Regions from separate parts of the Mus musculus genome. Here region 2 is linked to region 1. A link is a contact called in public Hi-C data. All regions are on one chromosome and are shown on one strand. The core of a region is the stretch at or near the end of the contact, and the rest is flanking DNA. Distances in the headings are between cores, read along the strand shown.

Region 1 (5,684 bases), core at 2,341-4,840:
AAGGTGGGAAAGTCTGCCCTCAGCGTCCCAGGAGGGTGCATGTCAGTGTCTGCGGCAGGAAAGCAGCTGCAAAGCAGAGGCTAGGGCCTCACCTTAATGTTTAAGGTTACGCTTGTCTGTCTGTCTGTCTGTGTGTCTGTCTGCCTGTCTGGTAGAGGGAAGGGAACGTGCACGCATGCTTGCAGAAATCAGCTCTCTCCTTCCATCATGTGGGCCCCAGGGAGCCAATTCACTCTGGTTGCGGGGCTTGGTGGCAAGTGTCTGACCCACTGTGCCATCCCTCGGGCCCTCTCCTCCATACATTTTGAAGTGACATTAGGTCCTGTGGATTATGAAGGAACCTTTTCATTTTTTCAAAAGCCTTCCTGGAAAGCAGTAAACCTTCTCCTCTGACATCTGAAGGATATAAATGATAGTATGATTTTTTTAAGATTTATTTATTATCATATATAAGTACACCATAGCTGTCTTCAGAAGAGGGCATCAGATCTCATTGCGGGTGGTTGTAAGCCACCATGTGGTTGCTGGGATTTGAACTCAGGATCTTCAGAAGAGCAGTCAGTGCTCTTAACCGCTGAGCCATCTCTCCAGCCCCAATAGTGTGATTTTTAATGTATGTATATGTTTGTTTATATGTACACAGATGTGCATGCATGTGTGTGGGAGTCAGAGGCCAGCTCTGATGCTCCCCCTCAGGAATGTCGTCCAGGTCCTTTGAGACAGGGTCTCTAACTGGCCTGCAGCTCACCTACTTGCGGATGCTGCTGGGCTCGGGCTGCAGGGGTCCTCGCACCCTTACATTTTAAAGTGAGTTCTGGGTATTGAATTCAGGTTCCTCTACTTGGAATCCAGGAACTAGAAAATGCTACCCAAGCACCCTAACCTGAACCATAGCTCCAGCTCCTATAACCAATTTCTATGCTTAAAGCCCATTGCATTAAAAAAAAAAGTTAAATTGGGTTTATATGTGTGTTTGTGTGTTTAGCCATGGAGAAGTGTACTGCTCACAGAGGCCAGAAAAGAGGGGGGGGGTCAGATCCCCTAAAGCTGGAGTTACAGGTAGTAGCGAGCTGCTATAGGTGGGTGCTAGGAACTGAACTCAGGTCTCTGCAAGAGCAGAATGCACTCCTCACCGCTGAGCCATCCCCTCTGCCCACTTCCCATCATCTTCTAATAAGATTTGTTCTTATCTGGACGCCTCTCCAGCTGTGGTACCGTATTAAACATCTGCAGAGTGATAATGGAACTTGGACTGAACACACTGGGCGAGTCACCAGGCTGACGTGAGCTCTACTCTCAGACTCTACTCTTATCTCCGCCTCTGCTCCCTGTCATCAGCCCGACATGGACTGAGAACACAGGACGTGGCACTTGGCTTTTACTCTGGTTGGTACTCATGATGGTTAATCCTAACCGACAGTCCAATGAGAGCTGGAACCACTTAGGAGACGCACCTCTGGGTCATCTGCGAGGCCAAGACTGAGGAGCAGAGAGAAGACCTGTCCTTAGGGCAGGTGCCATTGTCAATGTATGGCCCAAACATGAAGAGGTCCACAGCATGTTGTCAGAGTGCCTTCTAATGCCTATGGTTATGCCTGTAGATTAGTGCTGCTCTCAACCTTGGCCAGAGAAGTTTCCTCCTGCGGTGGGCAGCTGTTAGTGCAGAGACTCTGAACTGGTCCCAATACCAAGAGCAAGAGACTATTGAATGCTCAGCCCTAAAGAGGACACCTATGCCGACAAGCTCAAGACTCAGGAAACATCTCCGAAGGGAGGCAGAAAGAAGGAAGGGGGAGGAGGAGAGCCGAGCCGAGAAATGCTGTCTTCAGGACATGACACACTCAGTGTGCTAGTGATCTCACTACAGCTGTAGCCAGCACAAGCCCAGTCAGCATGCCAGCAGGCACCACTGATTGCAGAGTGGGTTACCAGTAAATAAATAAATAAGTACATAAGTAAATAAGTAAGTAAGTAAGTAAATAAATAAATAAATAAATAAATAAATAAATAAATAAGCTGGGGAGAGAGTGAAAATAAAAAAGAGAGTCATTTTGGGGTGTCTAAGAGAAGTAGAAGGGGGAAGTTGGGGTTCAGATAATCAAAATACATTATTTACTTGCATAAAATTGTCAAAGAATACAGAATATTCTATTATTAAATAAATAAATAAGAGGTCCAAGGAAAAATCAGTGTCGCTTGCCTGCCTCTGCCTCTGCTTCTTGCTGGTGAATGCATCTACTCTGCTGTTGCTGTTGCTGTTGCTGCTGCCACTCCACCCTACACTGACATCAGAACCCAGCTTCTTCAGCCTTCCACTGTGGATGGAAGTCCAGCATCCCTCCTGTGCCCCTCCATGCCCTCAGCTCCAGATGAGGCATGCAGCTTCCTGGGTGAATACCTGCTGGCTTCCTAGCTTCTCCAGAATGTAGGCAGCCATTACCAGATGGTCCAGCCTGTCATGTAAACCAATATGGTGAATCCCTTTAAATAATATATATTCATTTTTTTGTTCTTGGTTCTAATACACCTCCTAAGTGTGGAGTTTCTTAGTTGTTAAAGTAAGTGAAAGACAAGCACGGGGTTTGCTGAGTCAGCTGCAGGGCCCCTTAGTATTTAAAACCATTCAGCCTTCAGGAAGAAAACAGGGGGTGTCCCCTTCTTCAGACTAATTCTCATGTTCGTGCCACAGGTGTCCCTGTGCCTACAAAGCTCTGACACCTGGGTACAAGAGGGCAGCTCCCAGATGCCCTGCTGGGCAGGGGTTATCCTGCCATTGCATATGGAAGCGGTTTACTTTGGAACCTCACAGGCCCAAACAATGGACATGCACAGCTGCGAATACCAGGAGGCATCGGGCTGGGGAGCTTTGAGAACTCGCTCACCCCTTCAGCCTTCAGTTTTGAAATATGATCCTCAGCAGATAATCAGGGCATTCTGTAAAAAATGTTAGCTCATCCTTCACACTCTAGAAGTCAGCAAGATGGGGGCTGGAGAGGATGGCTCAGTGGGCAAGTGCTTGCTGTACTCCTATGAGGGGTCAGGTGGGATCCCAGCACCTATGTGAAGTCAGGTATAGTGGTGCACACCTGCAACCCCAGTACAGGAATGGGGTAGAGGTCGGCAGATAACAGAGCATCCTGGTCAGTGAGTCTAGCCAATCAGTGAACACCAGGTTCAGAGAGAGACTGTCCCAAAAGGTACCTCATGTCAACTTCTACCCCCTCCACAGACTCACACACACATCTGCACACACTTGCACACAAATATGCACACACACACATATGAATACACACACACACAAACACATATGAATGCACACACACACACACACACACACACACACATACCAGCAATAACAGAGACACAATATAGAAGTTGTGCTATGACTTTAGAATAATCAGGTCCTGACTTTTAAATTAAATCAAAGGTTAGACACTAGCCATCCTGCCACCACTTCTGAGCACTGGCAAGGGCCACTACAGTTACAAGCTAAAGGATTTGACTTTGAGCTAAAGAACTCCAAGGCCAGCCACCCTCCGGTGGGCCAACCACCCACTCTAGGTGATGAATAGATGACTCACTGGTTGTGCCCACAGCTTCCGGTCCTTGGCAGACTCTGCTGCCACCTGGTGGCTGACATAGAGCAGACAGGCACCAACTGCTGCCTGGCCTCTGTAAGGAATGTGAGCTAAAAGTCCGGGAAGGTATCACTGGAGGATACCACTGATCCGTATTGGGGCAGCCAACAGCTGGTCCTGAGCTGCGGATCTAGAAAATTCAAACTGCAAAAGCTGACCTTGCAAGACTATTCTACCCAGAAACCACATTTGGCCTCTCTCTGTAACCATTTGTTCTATAGCTGAACTTGAAGCAAGGTTTGCCCAGAGAACAGAGGAAGTGTCCATTGCTCTGCTGTTTGAAGGAGTCTACTGTTCCTAAGTGGAAAACAAAGCAGTCAGAAAAGGTAGATATCAGGTTATGTGCTCTGGATCACCTGCATCCAGGTATAATGTGTCCAGAAAAGGAGACAGAAAGGCAAGGGATTCCTGGAAAACCAGAGTCCTTCCAGGGCTCTGAGAACATCTGGGCCATTGCGGAGCTGAGTTTGACTGGCAGACACTGGCAAGCAGGGTGATAGAGGTGCCTACCTCACTGGAAGTCCCAGCATCATGAGTGCCTGCGTGTGTGGAATATAACATTGTGTTCAGCATCTACAGATTGTGTGTGTGTGTGTGTGTGTGTGTGTGTAGTGTTCATATGTGTGTGAATGTGTGCATGAGAGTGCACATTCTTGTAGGGAGGACAGAGGTCAATATCACGTGTCTTTCTCAATCACTCTCTACCTGATCTTCTTTCTTTTTGAAAGACTTACTTTTTGTAATTGTTTAGATATGTGCATGGGGACATAGGTACCCTTAGAGGCCAGAAGAGAGTGCCAAGTCCCTTGAAACTAGAGTTTCAGGCACTTGTGAGCCATCTACCACAGGTGATGGAAACCAGGCTCACATCCTCTGGGAGAGCAGTACCTGCTCCTAACTGTAGAGCTGTCTCTCCAGACCTTCCATCTTGCTCTGAAACAGTGTCTTTCTTTCACTGAACCCAGAGTTCCCCGGTTTGGCCAGACTGGCTGGCCAGTGAGCTGCAGGAACCTTTGTGTGGGATTATAGACACACACCACCATGTTCAGCTTTTTTTTTTTTAATGTGGCTGCTACAGCTGAGAACCCAGGTTTTCATGCTTGCATGACAAGTCCCCTACCAAATGCACCATCTCCCCAGCAACAGTGTGCACACTGGGGTGCAGTGAGATGAATGTTGTTAATGAAGCATGGATGTGCCAGAATCACATTATGTGTGCTGCACACTTGGCTCGGTCGTTTCCCCTGAGCCCAGAGGCAATCTGAGGTCAGCGCAGACATCCTGCTTGAATGGAGTAGAAGACTGAGGCTTCTGCCCCACCAAGGTCAGACCTCTCGGTTAGTGGTGGTGGGTGCTGGCTCTTCGGGCTGCTGCTGCCTGACTGCACAGCAAATGCTCCTTCCTTCTCCTCACGCTTGCCTAAAGCAAACACAGCAAGACAAATAACGCAGCCCATGCAGGAGGGCACCATTTGCCTTTTGTAATCTGAATGATTTTTAATGTCACCACAAGTTCACTTCTAGGTCACTTCTAAGCAAGCAACTTTGCTTGAAGTCGAGTGAGGGAGACTGCACGATCGTGTGGACAGTCCTAAAAGCCACTATTGAGCTCTCTGCCCCGCTTTCCAGGGACTGTTCAAGAGGAGACAGATGATAGTCTAGGACATTCCCCTTTCTAATGGTGGAAAAATTAGAATAATGTTTTGTTTTCTGGCTGGCAAAAAAAAAAAAAAAAAATCCTCACAAGACACAGAACTGCCTCTGGGCATACAGAGAACTTCTAGGCAGAGAATACATCTGAAACCTGGAGATGCAGATACAGCCCCTACCAGAGGGAGACTGACATAATCTGTATCCCTCTGTCTCTCTCTTTTGTAGACAAGGTCTCATGAAGCCCAGGCTGACCTTGTTATATAAAGGGTGACTCTGACCTTCTGGTCCTCCTGCCTCCACCTCCCACGTGCTGGGATTGTAGACAGCACCACCACGCCCAGTTTACATGGTGCTGGGGATTCTACCCCTGGCTTTGTGCATATTCGGCAAGCAG
Region 2 (5,684 bases), core at 2,082-4,581, 97 kb before region 1:
AATCTTTGGGGGGGGTGTTGTGCTAGGTCCCTTTAATTCTTATCAAAAGCATTTTATCTAGGTCCCCAATGCTATCAGTAAGAAGTCACTTACAGTATAATACTACTTTTTAATTTTTATTTGTGTATGTGTGAGACATACATGCAGTACTTGTAGAGTCCAGAAGAGGGTGCTATATCCTCTGAAGTGGGAGATACAGGTGGTCGTAAATTGCCAGAAATGGGTGCTGGTAACCTAACTATGGTCCTCTATAAGATCAGGAAACCACCCCTCTGATAATACCTTGGTAGATAATACTATGGGACGCTCTTCTGTATTCCAAGTTGTATCTCTTTCCATATCTATTGTACCTATTCTTTTTACATAAATTGTTCTAGATTTATTATTTATTTATTTACATCCACAGCACGCTTTCGTGCTTGAACATCAGAGGACATCTTGCAGCAGTTGGATCTCTAATTATTCTATGTGGGTCAAGGGGCTGGACTCAGGTCACCAGGATCCACAACAGCACCTCTACCTGCCAAGCCGTCCCTCCAGTGGACTCGCCTTTCCTCATTGATAACATTTGTTGTTGAAGACGTTTCTGTTCAGTGGTCTGTTGGGGGCCTAAGCTTTTGGCTTATTGATACAGTACTACACATGTGTGCTGACACACACCTCTGTGTATGATTCTTACTGCTCTGCCTGCTACGTGCCAGAATACGCTCCAAAAGGCTTTACAGTCCCAATGGAAATATCTATGTCCCTCATCAGCCACATGGGACTGTTGAGCCCTTAAAGTGTGTTCAGTGTGACCCAAGAATTGCATTTATAATTCCATTCACTTTTAGCAAAAGTCATAGCTACTGCTGGCTAGTGGCCTACTGTTAGTGAAATTCTGCATCTGAGTATAGTGTTTAATCATTTTTTTCTAATAAGTGTGTTTCAGCCGGGTGTGGTGGCACACGCCTTTAATCCCAGCACTTGGGAGGCAGAGGCAGGTGGATTTCTGAGTTCGAGGCCAGCCTGGTCTACAAAGTCTCCATCTAGGTAAGATGGAGGTGTGTGAGTATGGGGAAATGTGAGGGTTGTGAAAACCTGGTGGTGACTTTTTAGTTTCTCGTTTGTTTATGGCTGGTTCTAATAGAACAGTTCTCCAAGCAAAACAGCCGCCATTATCCACAGACCAACCAGCTATACCTGCTTTGCAAGAGTTCACCACGATGGACTGTTAACAGTCTCTGACAGAAGAGCGTCATGAGGAGAGTTCACATGTAAGTCTGCCTCGGGATCCAGAATGGCTCCATAGTGTGCATACTGCATGAAGTTATGCAGCTCTGGAGAAACCATTATCCATGCTGCGGGGAGACCCAGTGTACTGCTTTGGGGTCACCCATGCTTCTGTAAGCAACACCTCTGTAAATAAGCCTAATAAACTCGCTGGTTTTCTGGGGTGAACCCTTGAATAGAAACATAGTTTGGTGTGTTCTTGGGAATTTATAGAGAGAGACAAGTGCTATTTATGTCATCCAGGAGAGAAATCTCAAAAGAACAACATCAAAAATACTGTTTTAATGTTGTCGACATCAGGGGTTGTTAGTATGTCTTGGTTTAATTGTAGACTTGGAACTTAATGTACATGTTGTAAATAGCCATGTTTGTGTGATAAGAAAGTGTACTCTTTTCACACGTATACCTACAAAGAGGAAAGGTTGCATCCCCCAACTTGACCTCTAGGCCCCTCATCTACTCCCATGTTGGAAATCCTGAATACACATGAGCCAAGAGGTCTCCCTGATTTCTCTTCAAGTCTAATCATGTGTTCATTCTTATATTTTTCTCCCCTTTTTTAAGGCTCCAAAAGGAAGACTTCAGCCTGTACTGTTCTATCATCCTGAAACGATTGTCTTTCAAGGGCAAAGCTCTCTGCTGCATCAAGTGGCTGCAGAGGCACGGGGTGTGCAGCTGAGCCATCCATCCTGTCTTAATGATGCCAGGAAGGAGGCAGGTTCACAGGTGGAAGACTGAGACAGCTTCTGCTCTCCGAGGAATGCAAGGACAGGCAAAGAACAAGAGGGAACAAAGGGAACAACTTCTGCTCCCCCAACCCCATGCTAGGGATTGAACGGAGGACTCAGGCATGTTGGTCAAGTGCCCATCCAGTGAACTACATCCCCAGCAGTAGACATTCTGCTTTTTAAGGCGACGCCAAGAAATAATTAAGGACTGGCTTAGTGGATGAAAGGACTTGCCACCAAGCCTGAGGATCTAAGTTCAAATCCTAGGACTCAGATGGTAGAAGGAGAGATCTCTCCTCCAAGTTGTCCTCTGACCTCCATGTGCAAGGCATGATGTGCATGTGCCCTGTGCCCTCACACATACAAAAGTACACAGACACAGGTAGATAGGTGATAGATAGGTAGATAGATAGATAGATAGATAGATAGATCAATTAATTTTTAAAACTAAACATTTTAAAAAGTGGTTGTTAACTGGAAAATAAAAAAGTCAAGCCACAGCTGTTGGCAGTGATATTGATCCATCTTTACCCCACAAAACAAAAGCTATTTTAGGTTAAAACAAAAAGAAGCAAGGAGGAGCTGGAGACATATACCAGTCAGCAGAACACCTGCCTACAAGGTGTATAGCCCTGGGTTTGATCACCAGCATTCTATAAAACTGGACATGGTGACACACAACTGTAATTCCAGCAATTGGGAAGGAGATATAGGAGGAATGCAAGTTCAAAGTCATTCTTGGCTACAGAATAGGTCTGAGGCCAGCCTAGGATGTGGGAGACCTGGCCTCAAAAAAATAAAAATAAAAAAAGGAAAGAAAGAAAGAGAGAGAGAGAGAGAGGGAAATGAAAAGAAAGACAGAACGTTTGCTTTTTGTTCTTGTTTTAAGGAGGGATGCACCCATTTCCTAATCTCTGTCAGGGGACAGGGACTCGGGGATACTGACTGCCTCAACAGAGTGCTCACACTCTTCAGAGGCAGACATACAGCTGTGTGTGGCCTTGAATGAAGGGGAAGGGAGAGAAGGAGAGATGGAGGAATTCAAAAGAAGCAGAGGACAACAGAGCAACAGAAGTGGAAGCTACCACTGAAGCCCTATGGAGACTGCCTGGCTTGAGTGTTGCCTTAGTTACTTTTCTGTCTCAATGACAATAGCATATCAGACACAAAGCAACATGGGGAATATGGGTTTTACTTTACCTCACTTTCAGGGGGAATATAGTCCATTATGGCAGGACAAGCAAAACAAACCGAATGAGCATGAGGTCAGACTAGCAGTCAGGAAGCAGAGAGCAGAAAAACAGGAAGTGAGGTCAAGCTATAAGCCTTCAAAGCCCACCCCCAGTGGCATACTTCCTCTACCTCCTAAAGGTTTGGCAGCTTTCCCAAACAGCACTACCAGCCAACAAGCAAGTATTCAGACATGTGTAAGGAACATTTCATGTTCAAACTACAACAGATGTGGTTTGCCCCCCAAGGCTCATGTGGCTTGGTCCTCTCTGTGGTGATGTCATGATATTAAAGTGATATGTGACATTTACCATCGTAGTGTTGTCTCTGTGTATGTGAAGAATGGGAGGGGCACCCAATCACCTGCTGTAAGGGACCATGATTCACTTAAGAGTGATATTCCAGGTTCAAATAGTATGTAAATGTAAAGAGTGTTTTATTCTGCAGAAGTCCAGCATGCTGTGGTCGGTCTACCACCTACAAAGATGGAGAGACACTGAAGTGAGCTCACAGGCCTGATTTAAAGCACATTAGGGAAATTCTGGGGAAGGGTAAGTGACCTCTATCTTAATCTTGGCTCTATCACTAAGGACATCCCAGAATCATTGCAGGGCAGGGGTGGGGGGGCTGGAAACTGTTGCTGGGGAAGTCTGGAAACTGTTGTTGAGAAAGTCTGGAAACTGCCACTGACACACTGTCCTTGCCTTGGGTGGTGGGGCAGCTTCTGAGGCCTGAACTTGCCTGGATTTGCCCAGTTCTTGGAAACAGAAATATAGGCCTAGTCTTCTAAGCCTGTAATAGAGTCAGCTTGGCCTCCTCGATGCTTGTTTTCTCCTCTCCTGGTGGGGTGGCTGATCCTGTGGCCTCAGACAAACAGAAGCTGCTAGAGGAAGAAGGTCAAAGCAGCACGGAAGGATAGGAGTCAAATGGCCCACCCAGGGTCTCAGCTGGAAGGCTGAACTGTGAGAAGATAAACAGACCTCCTGTTGGGCCTGCTCCAAAGCACTGCTGGTCTGGATCCTGTGAGAACGTCCCTATCATCCTGGAAGATGGCCCCCAACAGAGGTTTTCAGGCAAGAAGTAAGTGGACCTCCACTAAACCAATGGTGAAGAAAGACATTTTGTGGGAGTATGCATGCAGCTGCAAGCATTTGGCACTCAGAGGACAGCTTGTGAGAATCGGTTCTCTCCTCCTCCCTTGCTTCTTCTAGGATTTGAACTCAAGTTGAGGGACTCTAAAGGGCTTTTGTCCCTCCTTACAGCTTCGCCCTCCCGCCTAGGGACAAGGCTAGGCCAAGTTTCATTCTCCACCCAGAGGAATATTCTAGAGTTAAAAAAAAAAATCTCAGAATGTACTGACTGATAGTCACCTGACCATATGGAAAGTCCCAGGTAGAGTTCAAATGCGTGTCATGCTTGCTAGCCAATAGATTTAAAGGTCAATATGCTTAGCCAATAACTTTGATCTGTAACCTTGCTGATGTAACCTGTAATAGCCATTGGGGTGGCCTTCTAGTCACTTGCCTTGAGGGACTAATTGAAGGTCGACGTAGGCACACTGGAAAATAAACCTCTTACTTTTGCATCGATCTGCATTTCAGGGTCTCACTTGGGGGATCCTCAAAGTAATACCAATGACCGAAGGTTGGGGTCTTACAAAGTCATCAGGCTTGGCTGGAAGAGCCCTTATCCACAAAGCCATCTCACTGACCTGAGCAAGACCTTCTGACTGGTTGGGAAACTCCATGAGAGAGACAGCGTTTTCATAGTCATGTGCAGAAGATGGTCAGGTGATTTCTGTGTCGTACCAGTAACAGAAAGCCCCACAATGAGGCATTGGCTGTCCCTTCGCCTTATTTATTGTATGTTGCTGTGGTGGTTTGAGTAGGTTTGCCCCCTCCCCCATAGACTCTTGTGTTTGAATAGTTGGCCTACAGGCAGTGGCACTATTAGGAGGTGTGGCCTTCCTGGACTGAGTGTGGCCTTGTGGGTATGGTGTGTCCGTATAGGGATGGGCTTTGAGATTTCCTATGCTTAGGCTCCTCCCAGTGTGATATTCTAGTCTCCTCCTGGCTGCCTTCAGAGCCAGATGTAGTCTCTACATCATGTTTGCTTCCATGCAGCTGTGCTTCCCATCATGATAATAGATTAAACCTCTGAAACTGAAAGCCAGTCCCAGTTAGATGTTTTCTTTTATCAGAGTTGCCTTGGTCGTGGTATCTCTTCACAGCAATGGAACCATAGCTAAGACAGTTGCATCAGTTTTCTCATGACTACAACAAAATAACTAACAAAATGGAGCTTTAGAAAGAGTTTAGCCAGATGTTAGTGGTGCACACCTTTAATCCCAGCACTCGGGAGCCCCAATCAGGCAGATCTGAGTTTGAAGCTAGTCTGATCTACAGAGTGAGTTCCAGGGCAGCCAAGGCTATTCAGAGAAATTGTGTCTTGAAA

The links. Hi-C and Micro-C count contacts between places; a contact is called where the count stands out from the background.
Region 2: a Hi-C map of the Ba/F3 cell line shows a contact between it and region 1, with 4 times the contacts expected there. The contact joins two enhancer-like sites. A contact is called at or near these places in 8 of 15 datasets of contacts at CTCF or cohesin (the G1E-ER4 cell line, the NIH/3T3 cell line, embryonic stem cells and 3 more), 72 of 484 Hi-C or Micro-C datasets (the AML12 cell line, the Ba/F3 cell line, the C2C12 cell line and 29 more) and 5 of 115 datasets of contacts at active chromatin or transcription factors (bone marrow-derived macrophages, embryonic stem cells and fibro-adipogenic progenitors).

What each region holds. Positions count from the first base shown.
Region 1 is chr1:120,195,302-120,200,985 of GRCm38.p6, reverse strand. No RefSeq gene overlaps it. Among named protein-coding and RNA genes, the nearest start is that of Steap3, 61 kb to the left of the region's middle. Within about 2 kb of position 3,590, at least 23 of the 459 cell types and tissues checked have an H3K27ac peak or open chromatin away from gene starts, as enhancers often do. A contact at or near this core is called in the Ba/F3 cell line, CD8 T cells and pro-B cells, where this site is marked.
Region 2 is chr1:120,291,623-120,297,306 of GRCm38.p6, reverse strand. No RefSeq gene overlaps it. Among named protein-coding and RNA genes, the nearest start is that of Steap3, 36 kb to the right of the region's middle. Within about 2 kb of position 3,331, at least 57 of the 459 cell types and tissues checked have an H3K27ac peak or open chromatin away from gene starts, as enhancers often do. A contact at or near this core is called in the Ba/F3 cell line, CD8 T cells and pro-B cells, where this site is marked.